Linked DNA regions of Mus musculus: region 2 is linked to region 1. Evidence: chromatin contacts called from public HiChIP or PLAC-seq data. All regions are on one chromosome and are shown on one strand. Each heading gives the region's core, a stretch centred on a gene start, on an enhancer-like site or on the middle of the called end of the contact. The rest is flanking DNA. Distances are from core to core; before and after follow the strand shown. Region 1 holds the start of 4930444M15Rik (RIKEN cDNA 4930444M15 gene). Region 2 overlaps Gm30365 (a long non-coding RNA gene).

Region 1 (4,550 bases), core at 1,034-3,533:
AGACTAGAGAGGACAAGTGAAGAAAGCCACATTCAGAGCCCAGCCTGTGTGGGAAGGCACACAACAGAGACTGTCACCAATACAGGTGTACTGGCTAGTTTTGTGTCAACTTGACACAGCTGGAGTTATCACAGAGAAAGGAGCTTCAGTTGAGGAAATGCCTCCATGAGATCCAACTGTAAGGCATTTTCTCAATTAGTGATCAAGGGGGAAAGGCCCCTTGTGGGTGGGACCATCTCTGGGCTGGTAGTCTTGGGTTCTATAAGAGAGCAGGCTGAGCAAGCCAGGTGAAGCAAGCCAGTAAAGAACATCCCTCTATGGCCTCTGCATCAGCTCCTGCTCCCTGACCTGCTTGAGTTCCAGTCCTGACTTCCTTGGTGATGAACAGCAGTATGGAAGTGTAAGCCGAATAAACCCTTTCCTCCCCAACTTGCTTCTTGGTCATGATGTTTGTGCAGGAATAGAAACCCTGACTAAGACAACAGGACACTAAGAAAATGTAAAGTTACAACTACTGTCTCCCATCTCTGGAAAAAAGCTCCACACATGGTTTAAGGGAAACTCAGAGCAGGATAGAGGAGCCTCTGGCTTGGATGTGTTTTACACTCTGAGCTACTTTGTGTTTGAGTCTTGTGTTACCTTTCTGTTACAAGACCTGGGATAACCACCTTGAAGAGAGAAGAGCTCTCTTTATGGCTCAGGGTTTTAGAGTTTCTATTGCATGATTGATTGGCACCTGTGCTTTGTGCCTGGGTTAAAGCAATACATGACTGAAGCAGGAAGCAGAGCTAATCTGCCCACCTGATGGTTAGGAGGCCGGAGGACTAGGTTCCTACGATCTCCTTCAAGGACATAGCTTCAATGACATAAGGACCTCCCAGTAGTCCCCAAAAGATCTCACCAGTCCCCGGTAGTTCACCCTGGGGGACAAAGCCTCAGAGTTGAAACTAGAGCTGGCATTTACTGTATATGGGTTAATATGGTCTCCTTCTGAGTGAGTTTGAATGTCTGTCCTAGCTCCCCATGTAGAGGAAAGTGTGGGTGTAGTAAGATGGAAATGAGAAAGGACTTGGCGGGGTGTGTGTCCTGCCGAGAGCCTAAGATACTTGCGGGAGGACAAATGTCACTAAGCTAGGCCATAACCATGGGCCTAGGTCAGATCATGAAAATCTTGAGCCAGGAGGTAACCATACAGATGTGTGTTAAGAATCACACCTGGGGGTGATACACATAAGATCTTCAGAAAGTTTGGCCCGAGAGTTCTGTGAACAAGGTTGGAAGGGTACAAGTCCCGGATGGAATAGAAGCTTGTGGGAGACACATGGGTATCAGAACTCAGCAAAGTGAATGAAGAAAGCGTGTAGAAGGAGCAACGGTTGGCTTGGGAGTGAATGTTTGGGACATGCAGAGGGTCTCATACTCCTTAGTCCCCCTGAAAGCATATACTCAGCTCCCCCACTTCTCTAGGAAGATAAAGAGGTACGCAATGGAACTCCATCTGAGCCAGCCCAAAGAAAGGCACCATGATACATTTTCGTGAACATAGCTGGGAGGCTCTAAGAATTTCCTAACCAAGCATTTTCCAATCCTGACTCATGTGCAGTTTAATTATCCCGCACCTTCCTGGAGATTAGTTCCAGGAACCCCTGCTCTAGTAGATAGCAGAGTCCATAGCTGCTTAAGTCTCTTACATAAAATGGCTTAGTGTTTTCTTATGATTCATTACATCTTCTCACATGTGCTAAAGGGTCTCTAGACCCTATCAAGCTTCACACAGTGCAAATACTATTCTGTTGTTGTACTTCATGGTTTATGGGATCATGACCCCCCCAAAAAATTATACATGTTCACCGTGGCTGCAATGCTTTGTCCAAATACATTCTGTTGTATTGGTTGATTGGGTCTGTGGGTAAGAACGCCATAGTTATGGAGTGGGGAGTTAAATGCACAGTTTTCTGTACTATAAATCTCTTTTCATGTAGGCTTGGGATTAGCCTTTAACAGACTTGGAGATGTAGCCACAAGGGAATAACTCTTTTTAGATGACCTCCAATTCAGAGTTTCATCATGAAGCATACCATGACTTCCTAAATCCCAGGTAATCCTGTGAATTCAAGGAGGTAGTTGTTGAAGATTCTGGAACAGATGATGGGAGGAGTTAAGAAGAAAACATGGTCCCACTGTTTCAAAGTACATTCCAAACTGGGAGTGGGGGAAGAGAGACTGGCGGTCACAATCACTGCCTGTGGAATGTTTGTGAGGGTTACCATGGCTTCCCGACATTCTGAAAGTGCTTAGCCTGAGAGGCCCCACATAATCTTCACAGTTCAGCGGTCTCTGAATTGTCACCATGTAACCTTCTTGCCTGTTATCTGTTTACTCTGGGGATGACTCATGACTAGTCACTAGCCCAGTAACTTTGTAACCTTTCCCCCGGAGAATGTGTCTGGATGTCACAGATCTGTGCCACCTTCAGCTTTCTCTTTTCAGGGCTCAACTTGCTTCCAACAATATCACTAGTTTTTATGAGTGTTATGTGAAGCCGCAATTAGACAACATCTCCTCATCTGCCCTAGGTAAATTGTCAGTAATTGACCTAGAGCTCACTGTTTTTCTCATCAGTGAATTCCCACCTTGTCTTCTACCTCGCCAGAGGTTTTCCCCAGGGAGCCCTGCCTTAGTAGCCGCCATTTTGGTTTCTCTTGGGTCACCATTTACTCAATCCAACACCTAGCTGCTACTGGGTGCTGTGTCCTCTATGAAGATGCATTGTGGGGGGGGGGGGTTCCAAGGGATGTGGCAACCTCCACTGAGAGAGAGAACCTTTCTGGTAATCAGCTGTGTGACTTTGAAGAGCCACCAGCTCCCTCTGAGCCTGCGCTAAGCTCTCTGTAATGTTGACTAGGGGGGGGGGGCAACAGATCTCCAGACAGCAAGCTCTCAGATCTAGTCCTCACACCCTGCCTCTTCAGCATGCAGGATGGGGTTCTGTCTTCTGCGTGGAGCATGATGGGTGAGAGGAAGCAGAGGCTGGAGAGATGGAGGACCCACAGTTTGAAAGGAGATGAACCCCACAGGACGCTTCCACAGAGTGATGCTGGCCAGCCCACCTTGGACCACAGGAAGCTCCCTAAGAAAAAGGTTGGGTGAATTGAGCAGAGAAACAGTTGTCTCAGCAGGGAAGAGCTCTCCTTCAGTTCTCCATGATCCAGAGAATGAGGATCTGTATGAGGGGCTTTGAGAGAGAAAGAGCCCGTGAGGATGAAGGCATCTGCTATAGTTAAGTAAGCCACTGACAAATTTTAAGCCAGAAAGGATGGCCTCAAGTGGGTTTTATTTTCTTCTTTCACTGGCCATTTGGAAGCCACTGGCCTAGCAGCCATTGTGGAACTGGGTATGTACGTAGGAGACTCATGTTCCCTTCTGTTCTCATTTTATCCCCTTCCCCAATGACCCGTGCTGTGCTCTGAATATCTCTTTATGCCCCAGTATATGTATTTGTGTATGTATAGTGTGTGTGTGTTATATAGCATAATAGATGCTACTTTAGCATATTTACTCTCATAGACCCTGAGATACACATTCAGAACCCTGTTTTGTGGAAGAAACCAAGGTTAACAGAAATCTACTAACTTGTCTTTTTAAAAAAGACATCTCATTCATTATGAGAAGTTGTTCAACTCCTCTCTTCCCCAACCTATTGTAAACATGAGGGTACCCACTAGCGCAGGTGTCCGTTGTAGTCACGGAGCTTGGGACCACCCATGAACTCTCAGAACCAGTTAGGAACAGAACCCAGGCCCCCAACTCCTGGACAGAGCACCTTTGTTCTGCCCTACCTCCAGCCCTGACTGTGTAGGCTCTGGGCCTGCTGCGGATGGAACCTTCTCTGCTGGCGTACAGACATCCCTTACAACCAGAGCCCTCATTGCTCTCTCAAGTCCAACCAAGTACTTGGAAACAGGCTTTCGTGCTAGATTTCCATCTAGCCAGAGAGTCAACATTACAGAGAGCTTAGTGCAGGCTCAGAGGGAGCTGGTGGCTCTTCAAAGTCACACAGCTGATTACCAGAAAGCTCCTCTCTCAGTGGAGGTTGCCACATCCCTTGGAAACCTACCCTGTGGTGCTTAGAGTGTGGCTCCGTTCATCTAAAAGTGCAGAGAGTACATTTCATTTGGCCTGCTTCTAAAACTAAGCTATTGACTGTATTTCAATAGAAGAGGTGAGAATTTATTTTTAAAAGATTTTGAACTACAGTCTTTAGTCATCAGTTGGCTCAGTAATAAACTGAGAGAACACTATTTTATTAATTTAAAGTTGTTGTTGTTGTTTAGAGACAGGGTCTCATGCAGCCCAGCCTGGCCTCAAACTTGCTGTGTAGCTGAGAGTGGCCTGAAACTTCTCATCTTCCTACTTCCACTTCCTTCCCAAAAGCTAGATTATAGTTGTGTTTTATGTGATGCTGGAGATCAAACCCTGGGCACCGAGTATGCTAGGCAAACACTCCACCAACTGGCTATACCCCAAGCCCCAGGAGAGAGAGAACACCC
Region 2 (4,550 bases), core at 1,112-3,611, 310 kb before region 1:
CTCCTGCTGATTGTTACCACACAAGTGAGGAGCCTGCTGCTCAGGCAACATGCACTGCCTTCTGTAATTAGATGGAAAACTATTTGTTATGCGTGCTTGGCCTGCCCAGAGGAAAACTCAGCGAGACCGGAAAACCTCAAAACAAAACGTGTGATTCACTAGGTGCAAACTGTTAAATAACGAGCCAGGCATCACACTAAAGATCTCCTTCCTTTCCCTTCTGCATCTAACTGCTGCACCACATGTTGAAAGAACTGTTGTCTTGCTATTCTTCAGTCTTTTGGAAATGCAGTTTGATGTCCACCTCAGCCAGTACCGGAGCAGGTATGGAAATGATGTAAGAGCTTAAGGAGACAGGCCCTAGGTGCCCATATTGCTGCAGTATCTTAGATACGATCGTTCCCGGAGCACAAGTATGTTTGCTCTGTAGAATAGGAAGACTGACGAGCTAGAGATGAGGAGTGCTCCCTTGTGATGGAGATGGAGGAAATGGCTTCTAGTTGCAACACTGCAGGTTACAGTGATATTTGCCTCTGTAGTCCAGACAGTCTAGGTCTTAATGCAAGATTTGACTTCTAAGTTTGTTATACTGTGCTGGTGCAAGAGTTGTATGCATATAGCAAAAAAAAAAACATACTCTGGATTTTGCGTTTCAATCTTTACCTGGGCTAGCAGTGATCAATAGAATATTGATATTCTCTTGTGCTACTTGGCAGAGGCAGAAAGCTGTAGTTCGCAGCCAGGCATTTGATGGGGAGGGCAAACTGCTGATCCTGGGCTTAGGTTCTGTGCCAAGCTACAGAGCTTGGCCAGGTATAATAGATGAATTTCAACTTAGAGTGTTTCCAATTAAAACATGTGAATTAAGCCAGGTGGCACATCCTTTTAATCCCTGTACTCAGGAGCAGAGACAGGCACATCTCTGTGAGTTAGAGGCCAGCCTGGCTTACAAAGTGAGTCCAGGATAGCCAGGCCTTATTATTACCCAGAGGAACCCTGCCTCAAAAAAAAAAGGGGGGGGCAAGGATTGGCCCAATCACAAATCAGGGGACATGCACATGTGCAACTGGGCTTGGTCTAGATGTTCCTAGACCATAGGCTAATAGGTGGTTCTTACTAAGAGCTGTGATTCGACATCTCCGAGGCATATTCTCTTCCTATGAAAAGCTTCTAGAAGAAAATCCTTCTTTGATGATCTCAAAGCAGCATCCTCATCTTAACCCTTAAGGATGCTGTCCTCATGTGATCAGAAGCCCCTGCTATTACTTGAGCTTTTTAATGATTTATTTTGTTGTTGTTGTTTTAATTATATGTATTTGTGAATTGAGGAGGTATATGTGCACTTGAATGCACATTTCCATGGAGGACAAAAGAGGCTTTTAAGACTCCAGGAGCTGGAGTTACATTTGGTCATCATCTGCCAGATCTTAGTCCTTAGAATCAAACTCAGGTCTGCTTCAAAAACACTACACACTCTTTACTACTTAGCCTCTACAGCTCCAACATGATTTTGGTTTTGTTTGTTTCGTTTTGTTTTCAGGAGCCCATCAAGTAACCCTGACTGGCCTTGAACTCACAGAGATCTTACTGCCTCTGCTTTCCAAGTGCTGTGGTAAAGGGGTTGTCCCATCAAGACCAGCCTTTACTTGAACACCTATTACCAGGCCTTATTACCCAGAGGGTTTTCTTCTCAATTACTGATTGATTCTGAATTTTAGTTTTTTTAAACATGAAAGGGCTAAGTCCAATGTTTTCTGATCCTTGCTTCTGAGAGTTGGATAGAGAGAGTGTGTTGATGTCAAGGACATACGAGGGACACTAGATGTGTTCAGGAAACTTGGTTCTTACAATGCCGAAGTTGGTCATCTAATTAATAAAAGTGACAGCATCTGGAATGTGTCATTGCCTGTTCTATATTTTGTTAAAATTATTCATCTGTGCTATCTTGCTAGCCATGAAAATGACAGTGAAATATGGCTGTCCATTAACCGAAAGCAAAATGTAAGGCAGTAATGATGCTTGAAGCTTCCTGCAGGGCTGGAGATTTTAGATGTCATTAATAATAAATTATCAGCAATGCTTTGGGCAGCTCATAGGTTTCTAAAATTTTCCATTATAAAATGATAATCCACTAAGTCATGTGTCACAGCCTTTAGCAATCTGCTTACATCCATTTTGTATGAAGAACACTGTTCCTAACATTGAACTCATTTTACAGATGGGAAAGTAAAGGTTATTGCACTGGGTGATTATGTCGAATGTATCTGGGCATTGAAATCGAGGTCCCTGATTCAGTGCAGCTTCACATCAAAGCCTCTGACGTATGTGTCAGTATGAGAACATGTAGAAGTGATTGGCTCATGAGTTGGGGTCAGAATGGAGGTAAGGTTCTATTAGTCATGAACTCTAGCTCACTTTATTTCTTCAATCAGAGTCTAGAAAAAGCAACAACATAATGAGTTGTTAAAAGGAAGTCTTGGGCCACATGTCTCAATCGGCTATTTGGGGCCATGTGGAAGAAGAAGAAGAAGGAATTTTCTCAGAGCAAATAAAACAAATCAAAGCCTGTAACAATGATCAAGTCTAAAACTCCAAAACTCCTGTGAACTCAAGGGCTTCACGCTCAGGTATGAGCATGGACCAGGGGAGAAAGGGAGGGAGAAAGGGAGGGAGGGGGACAGAGACAGAGAGACTTTCCTTCACAGGTCTCCATTGTTAAAATACAGACTCCCTCACCCCCATTGTCTTCTCCTCCAATGAAAACCCATAGAAATGAATCTGAAATACAAGCTGTGTGATTGATGTTCACACGTCCCTCCCTCCCTCCCTCCCTCCGGGTTTTGTTTCCTTAGAGATAATGGGAGGGGGTTAGCATAGACCAGGCTTGGCCTTCCAGAGGACTGTGACTAACTGTGAGCTGGTTTAAGAGCCTCCCCACTTCAAACTGTGGCGGGTGTTTACACTGAGTGGTCCTGGTATTGAGCAAAGTCATGAGTCACTGAGGCACTCAGTTCAGACTAATGTATACCTTTGATGTCTTACAAGTCTAATGCAACATCCTTCAAACTATTCCAAACAGGACAGAGGCCCGCACAGATAGCAAGTTCCTAACATGATCGCATCCACGGGAGGAAGGAGCTTGGGAAAACATCATAAGTTGTCTCCTATACCCTTTGAGAAGACTTGCTCCATACAGGTTCAACACCAGCAGAAAGCACAGGAAAGCCTGGAGCCCACAAGTTCAAAGGACCACCCCCAACCCTACATATATACGCTCAAGGATCCAGAAACCAACTGAACTGAGAATGCGTGCTCCTCCTCAGCTGTGCTTTCTCCTGCTCAGCCTCACTCCCGCTGCCCTCCCTCTCCCCGCTCTCACTCTGGCCCACCACTTTTCACTCCTGCTGCCCCTCACTCTCACTTGCCATTTTAAACCTTGTGCCTTTTTTTATTTCACTACACTTTTAGTAGTATTTTCACCTTATTCTATTTTTTAAGTCTTCCATGTTTTTTCTTTCCTTGTACTTTCATCTAATTTTGGAGATGAAGTTTTCAGTTACTGGGTAATCTTTATTTATCTTTGTCCGTTTTCTTGTCCCTTTTGTTTCCTCTTTTTTTCTTTCTTTTCTTTTCTTTTTTGGTCTATTATACTCTGAGAAATGTTGGTACTTTAAAAGAGATTTATTTAATTTACGAATATGTGTAATTCTCTCTCTCTCTCTCTCTCTCTCTCTCTCTCTCTCTCTCTCTCTCTCTCTCTCTCGTGTACTCACGTGCATGTGCATGTGTGTGCAGGTGCCTGTGGAGTCCTGAAGTCTCCAGGGTTGAGGTTATAAAGCAGTTAGGAGGCCACCACAGGTGTGCCAAGCCTCTACCGTACTCATTCTTAACAGCTGAGCCATCTCTCCAGCCCCAAGATGCTTTTACATTTTATTGTACTGCTTTTAATCTATTTTTAAAAACAGCTTATATTTTCACATTTTGTTGCTCACTTTACATTTACCTAATTTTGTTTCTAAACTCTCTCATTATTGAAAAATCATTTCCCTTCCCTGCGTTCTCTTACTGGCTTCCCTTCCTCCCTGACACTCTTCTCCATCATTCTCTTATGTGCTTCACTCATTTACTCTTTCCTTCTCCTCCACTTTTCCCTTCCCCCTTTATTCCTTTGCCTTACTCAGTTGCCATTTTTGCATTTACTCTGAATAGATTTTGGCTTCACAGCACATTCTATGATGGCAGCTGTTGGTGTATTTGTTTTATTATTTTATTGGGTTTTATACTCTACCTCCCTTCCAACCTTTAGTCTACCCTAATCCCTTCCAATCCCCCAAGACTAGGTAGGAGAGAAAGAAGGTTAAAGGGGAAAGGGAAAGTAGATCTCTTTAGACTACCTCCTGCTGATTAGGGTTGTGGGGTTCCTTGGGCCTGGTCCAGTTTTCATAGTCAACTTTCTTTTGTCAAACTGCAACAACAGCAACCAGGAGCAGCAGCTGCTGCCTCCTCCTCCTTCCCCTCCTCTTCCTCTTCCTCCTCCTCTTCTTCCTTTT

What was found. HiChIP or PLAC-seq counts read pairs in DNA pulled down with a chosen protein or histone mark.
Region 2: a FOXA1 HiChIP or PLAC-seq map of pancreatic cancer cells shows a contact between it and region 1. The contact joins the enhancer-like site here to the promoter of 4930444M15Rik in region 1. A contact is called at or near these places in 2 of 39 promoter capture datasets (the SN4741 cell line and neural stem cells), 2 of 15 datasets of contacts at CTCF or cohesin (the NIH/3T3 cell line and large pre-B cells), 4 of 484 Hi-C or Micro-C datasets (bone marrow-derived macrophages, forebrain, granulosa cells and 1 more) and 8 of 115 datasets of contacts at active chromatin or transcription factors (the NIH/3T3 cell line, embryonic basal ganglia, embryonic stem cells and 4 more).

The regions. Positions count from the first base shown.
Region 1 is chr14:76,518,588-76,523,137 of GRCm38.p6, reverse strand. 4930444M15Rik (RIKEN cDNA 4930444M15 gene) reads left to right here and starts at 2,283. Exons shown (of 4, transcript NR_045660.1): 1 at 2,283-2,576; 2 at 2,973-3,284.
Region 2 is chr14:76,832,707-76,837,256 of GRCm38.p6, reverse strand. Gm30365 (a long non-coding RNA gene) reads left to right here. Exons shown (of 3, transcript XR_383623.4): 1 at 1-324; 2 at 2,433-2,627; 3 at 3,080-4,550. Among named protein-coding and RNA genes, the nearest start is that of Gm30365, 2.8 kb to the left of the region's middle. Within about 2 kb of position 2,361, at least 27 of the 459 cell types and tissues checked have an H3K27ac peak or open chromatin away from gene starts, as enhancers often do. A contact at or near this core is called in the NIH/3T3 cell line, the SN4741 cell line and pancreatic cancer cells, where this site is marked.